Linked DNA regions of Bos taurus: region 2 is linked to region 1. Evidence: chromatin contacts called from public Hi-C data. All regions are on one chromosome and are shown on one strand. The core of a region is the stretch at or near the end of the contact, and the rest is flanking DNA. Distances in the headings are between cores, read along the strand shown.

Region 1 (2,798 bases), core at 24-2,523:
GAGACTGCATGTATAAATGATATCATCTTTACTCCACTTTTCTTTGTGATATTACTTTTGTTAAAATACAAACTGTTCAGGACAGCCCTGAGAGGTCTCCATAGGAAACTAAGGTATAAGAAGATTAGTCCACCTTGGGTAACAATTCCCCATGCAAACTCTAGTGCTCTGTATTAATAGTTTACTGTGTGTATGCTCAGCTGTTCAGTTGTGCTTTGCCACCCCACAGACTGTAGCCCACCAGGCTCCTCTGTCCACGGGATTATCCAGGCAAGAATACTGGAGTGGGCTGCCATTTCCTTCTCCAGGGGATCTTCCAGACCCAAGAATGGAACTCACCAACCTGCATTGGCAGGCAAAATTCTTTACCACCAAGCCACCAGGGAAGCCCCCTTATAGTTGCTAAGCACTTCTGAATTTATGTATTGGTTTATTTAATCCTCATACCAACCTGCCTCACACCAACAGTACCAATTTCTTCAGGGATGAGGCAAGGAGAGTTCAGAAATGTTAAGTACCTGCTGAAAGGTACCCAGTTGATGATGAACGGCTGGGGTGGGTTCCTCCCTACAGAGTCATCTTCATTCTACCAGGGCCTCCCTCTGAGGAGTTTCCTCACTTTAGACTGGGAAATGCTTGAGAGGGAGGTGCCATAGAGTGCATGGGACAAACGTGGGTTTTGATGTCCTTCAGATCTGGCTTCTAATAGCTCCCAATCATGCGACCTTGAATTAGATAGTGAACCCCGATGGGCCTGGGTTTCTTTCATTGTAATTTGGGGGAGCCATCACTTGCTGATAGACATTGTGGTGAGGAACAATGGGATATGGAAGTGAGGCAACTTTCAAAATTTTCTTTTGAAACGAGTTCTGCGATGTTCCGGGGCTTGCTTACGCTCTCCAAGCTGGACCACGGTTTGGACCCTTCAGCTCCCGCGCAGAGTGCGGTGACCCCTGTCGACTTGGAAGCAGCAGACGCCCCGACAGCGGAGTAGGGTCGCCATACACAGGGGCTCAGGCTCGTGGGCCGGGGTCGGCAGCCCGCGGCCCGGGGCTCCGCCAGGGGGCGCGCGCGTGCGGAGGCCGCCCTCTGGTCTGCCGCGCGCCTCCCGCCTCTCTATGGTGGCTCGGGCGCGGCAGGAGCGGCGGCGGCGCGCTCCCGAGGGGGCGGGGCCGCGCCGGGGGCGGGGCCTGCGCGAGGGGCGGGGCCTGCGCGAGGGGCGGGAGCGACCGGCCCCGGCGGCTAGGGATGGCTGAGGGGCGGAGGGGGGGCCAACTTCCTGGGGCCGCCCGCGAGGATGTGGCGACCGCCCCCCGGCGCCCCTCAGCCCCGGAGACGCCGCCGCGGCGCAGCCCGCAGCGCCCCTGCCTGAGGCGCCCGCGGCCCGGATCCGGCCCCTCCCCTCCCCTCCCCTTCCCCTCCCAGGTGCGGGGCTGGGCAGGCGGCCGCGACAGGTGAGGAGGCAGCGGCGCCCGCGCTGGGGTCCGCGGGGCGCCCGGCCTAGGCTGGGCTTCTAGGGGAGTCCGGAGTGGGGGAGCGCTGCTCGGCCTCGGGGTCTCGCCAGGCTGTGGTCCTGGGTGGGGGCGGGGGGCGCCTCCTCTGTGCGGGGCGCGGCCTGAGACGCTCGCTGCCCACAGGGGATGAGGGGAAGCCCTCCGTCGCTGAAAAGTCTGCGCATTCAAGGTAGCCCGCACCTGTCCCATTAAAAAGTGCCCCTCACAGAAGCACTTCACCTGTGGGGGCACTAACGGGAGCCGTGTGTTATCATATATCTCCAAACGCCCTACCCGATCGGCAGGTTCAGTTGGCTTGTGGGGGTGGGGGGGAAAGATGCGGCTTTTGAAGCAGAGGAAACTGAGGCAGGTGCGCGCGGCGGCCTGCGTTCAGGAACTAGCCTGACCCTACTTTCCAGGGCAGGAGCCCCGCGGGCTTCTCGGAAGAAGGTGGAGGCTGGAGTTCGGAGGCTCGATGGAGAAGTTTGGGGCTATGCTTCTCCCACCCACGTGCCCCCCTCCCCACCTAGGGGCCCCTGGTGGAAATTGTCTTCTGTTCCCCTGAGGTAACCTGTATGAGGTCGCCAGTGGCCAAGACGGAGAGGAACGGTGGGGCCTCTGCAGCTGGGTTGCCCACGAGACATTTGACCAGACATGGGGAAGAGTGCTCGACCCGGGGAGCCACAGCCTCGCAGGCTTCTGCCTGCTCAGAGCTTGATGTCAGGCTGGCTGAAGATAGAAACAACAGTATACTTTTTCCTTTCTGTTGGCCTGTCATTTGTTCTAGGGGGAAAACTGCTTGTGTAATCAAGGAAGAGTGTACTGTGCTCCTCCCGGTCTATCCCAGGGCAGAGTTACTGTTAGCTCCGACAGAGGGCTTCACCCACAACTGTGACTTTGCCCCCTGGCTAAAGGCCACCAGAACGTAAGGAGCAAACATCCCCAGGTGTTGCGTGGCCTTCTAAGAAAGTTTCTTGCCCATCCCGTTTTACAGATGGCTTGGAGGGCAGACCCCTCTTGTCACCCCCTGTTGGCTGCAACTGTGTGCGGAGTAGTTGTTTTTCCAGTGACAGTTCAAGATAGTGTGGCCAGGGTTGTCCACTTACGGGAGCATTTTTCTAGGAATGGAAGCAGGCAGGGGACACGGTGCTGGCCGAGTTTGTGTATGGAATTCTAGGGTTGGGAGCTAGTTCAGGGGATTTCAGGTTTGACGACTTCTTTATCCTTTTTTGATTGTTTTGCCTCACATTCAAGGAAATAGATGATGGCAAGCATTTCTGAAATTCTATAGCGTATTTCCTAATA
Region 2 (2,700 bases), core at 34-2,533, 48 kb after region 1:
CTGTACAGCAAAGTGAATCAGTTATCTGTATACATATAAGCCCTCTTGGTCACCACTGAGCACTGTCTGCTCTACAGTAAGTTCTTGGTTATCTATCTTATTGTTGTTCGTTCGCTAAGTCGTGTGCGACTCTTTGTGACCCCATGAACTGCATCACACCAGTCTTCGCTGTCCTTCACTGTCTCCCTGAGTTTGCTCAAACTCATGTCCATTGAGTCAGTGATGCCATCCAACCATCTCATCCTCTCTTGCCCTCTTCTCCTCTTGCCCTCATTCTTTCCCAGCATCAGGGTCTTTTTCAGAGAGTTGGCTCTTTGGCATGAGGTGGCCAAAGTATCTATCTTATGCACAGTATCAATAGTGTATATAAGTCTCAGTCTCTAATTTGTCCCACCCTTTTCCTTCTTCTTGTGGTTAAATATTTCATTCTTCATCTCTCTTTGCTAGTGCTGTCAGCTTAGCTTTGAGCCCATCTGTCTTCACCTCTGCTCCAGTCTCTGGGGAAAGAGGTGACCTTTCTCCTGCCCCGGGGGAATCCACCCCCATGTCTTGGTCACTTTTCTCTCCCTCATGGCCCTTGTTCCCATATTTATTGCCAGCTTCCCTTCCCTTCCTCTGTCAGCTTTGAGTCTTTGTGGGGTTTCCTCTGTGGTCTCTGAATATGTCTGCGTTTCTCTTATCTTGAGACCTGCTGCCTTCTCTCTTCCCTTCACTGTCAAAAGTTTCTAGAGAGAAAAATTTATCCTTAGAGTCTGGCAACTCCTCACTTCTCACTTGCTTCCCAACCTATGGTTATCCATCAGCTTCTCTCTTCCTAAACGGCTGGGGCATGGAGCACACTCAGTTTCCTAAAAATAGGTTCATCATGTTCCTCTGTGCATTCTACTCTCTGAGTCATTTGCCAGCGTCGAACATTTCTTTTTGAAATTCCAGACAGTCTTCCAGTTCTCCCACCTCTGAGCATGGTTCCTTCCTTTGCGCCGGTTGGTTCTCCGCTGCTTGCGCATTAGATCACATGTTCCTGAGAGCTCTCCCAGGCCGTCCTCTCTTCTGCCCCAGACGGTCTAACCATCTTCCTGCCCCTCTCTGGCTTTTGGTACTTTGCAGTAGGTGAGGATCCCCAGGCCTGTATTTTCAGCGGACGCGGTACATCCGCAGGCCCCCACAGGTACTAAAACTCAACTCAGAGTCTTAACCTGCCCCTCCTTCCGCAGACGTGCTCCTCCTGAGGGCTGTAGCTCAATCAGGGATTCTACTCTCGCTCCTGCTGTGTCACTCAGAGCCGGTCTCTCTCCCTGCCCCCAGCTCTTCGGTTCATGACCACATCCTGCTAAGTCTGTCACAGATCTCTGTCCCTTTCTCTTCTGCCCGTATCCTCATATCTTCCTTCCCACCCGCCCCTCACAGATTGGTCCTCCACAGTGCTTATTGCTGTAGTGGCCACTCTAAAATACAGGTAAGATCACAAAGCCTCGTGTGGCCTCAACCTTTAATGGTGTCCCGCTACCTATAGGATAAATTCCAGCCTCCTTACCAAGGAATACAAAGTTTTGTGGGTGGTTTTTTTTTTTTTTTTTTGGCTGCTGTGGGTCTTTACTGCTGCACGTGGACTTTCTCTTATTTGCAGAGATCGGGGGCTACTCTCTAGTTGCGGTGCGCGCGGGCTTCTCATTGCGGTGGCTTCTCTTGTTGTGGAGCAGGGGCTCTAGGCACGCAGGCTTCCGTAGTTAGGGCTTGTGGGCTCCAGAGCGCAAGCGCAGTAGTCGTGGCACATGGGCCCAGTTGCTCTGCGGTAGGTGGGATCATCCTTGACCAGGGCCTGAACCTGCATCCCTTGCATTGGCAGGCAAGTTTTTTAACCACTGGGCCACCAGGGAAGTCCTGGAATACAAGGTTTTGAGTGGCTGCGTTTACTTGTGGTACTCTCGTCCATCCCTACCCTTATCTTTGATCCAGCCGAGCATTTTGTAGTTTCTTTCATGTCCTGGTCCCTGCTGTTGGTTTTTGTTTTTGTTTTTTTTGAAAAGTCTTTTTGCTCTTGACTTTCTGGCCCATAATAGTGTTACTGAGCAGGGTTCTTGGTCTCCTTAATAGAAATTGATCAGAGACCAGACAAGAAATCCAAGCAAGGGTTTATTAGGGCCCCTGCTGCAGCAGGAGGCAGCGAGAACAAGCAGCAGGTTACCTTGCCTGCTTGCTGAGGGGCATGTAGAGCTCTTCCTTCAGTGGGTGCGGGCAGGGAAGGGTGGCTCCTGGGGCTGGCTGGAGGGGTGGTCTGGGTGGTTGCCTGCCTGTTGGGTGGCATTGCGTGCAGAGGGCAGGCTCAGTGCCCTGCTTTTGCCCCCAGCTCTTCAGAAGTGGCTGTGTTGTGTCTTTGGTCTTTTTGTGTCTTGTTGCCCATAATTTGCCTCAACACATGCACAAGGTTATTTTTAATCCCTTACAGTCTTCTTTGTATTTTGTGGTTCGAAGAGATGTTTATCCTGGTGCAGGAATTGCGACAAAGGGTCCCATGTCCCAGCTTGTCTCAATAGGGTCTGTCTTCCCTGGTCACTCCTCCACCCCGGAGGACGGAGCTGATCATTGTTCTCATCTTTGTCACCCTTTCCCTGCTCCCCTCACTCCCCCAGCCCCTGGCTTCCCAGGTGGCTCAGTGGGTGAAGAATCCACCTGCAATGCAGGAGATACAGGAGATGTGGG

What was found. A called contact is a pair of places that touch in the nucleus more often than the background predicts.
Region 2: a Hi-C map of skeletal muscle shows a contact between it and region 1, with 3 times the contacts expected there. The contact joins the enhancer-like site here to the promoter of RFFL in region 1. A contact is called at or near these places in 2 of 11 Hi-C or Micro-C datasets (skeletal muscle and an unstated tissue).

The regions. Positions count from the first base shown.
Region 1 is chr19:14,996,529-14,999,326 of ARS-UCD2.0, forward strand. It overlaps RFFL (ring finger and FYVE like domain containing E3 ubiquitin protein ligase), which reads left to right and starts at 1,274. Exons shown (of 7, transcript XM_005220052.5): 1 at 1,274-1,454.
Region 2 is chr19:15,045,003-15,047,702 of ARS-UCD2.0, forward strand. All of the region lies in intron 1 of RFFL (ring finger and FYVE like domain containing E3 ubiquitin protein ligase), which reads left to right. Among named protein-coding and RNA genes, the nearest start is that of RFFL, 49 kb to the left of the region's middle. Within about 2 kb of position 1,284, at least 18 of the 102 cell types and tissues checked have an H3K27ac peak or open chromatin away from gene starts, as enhancers often do.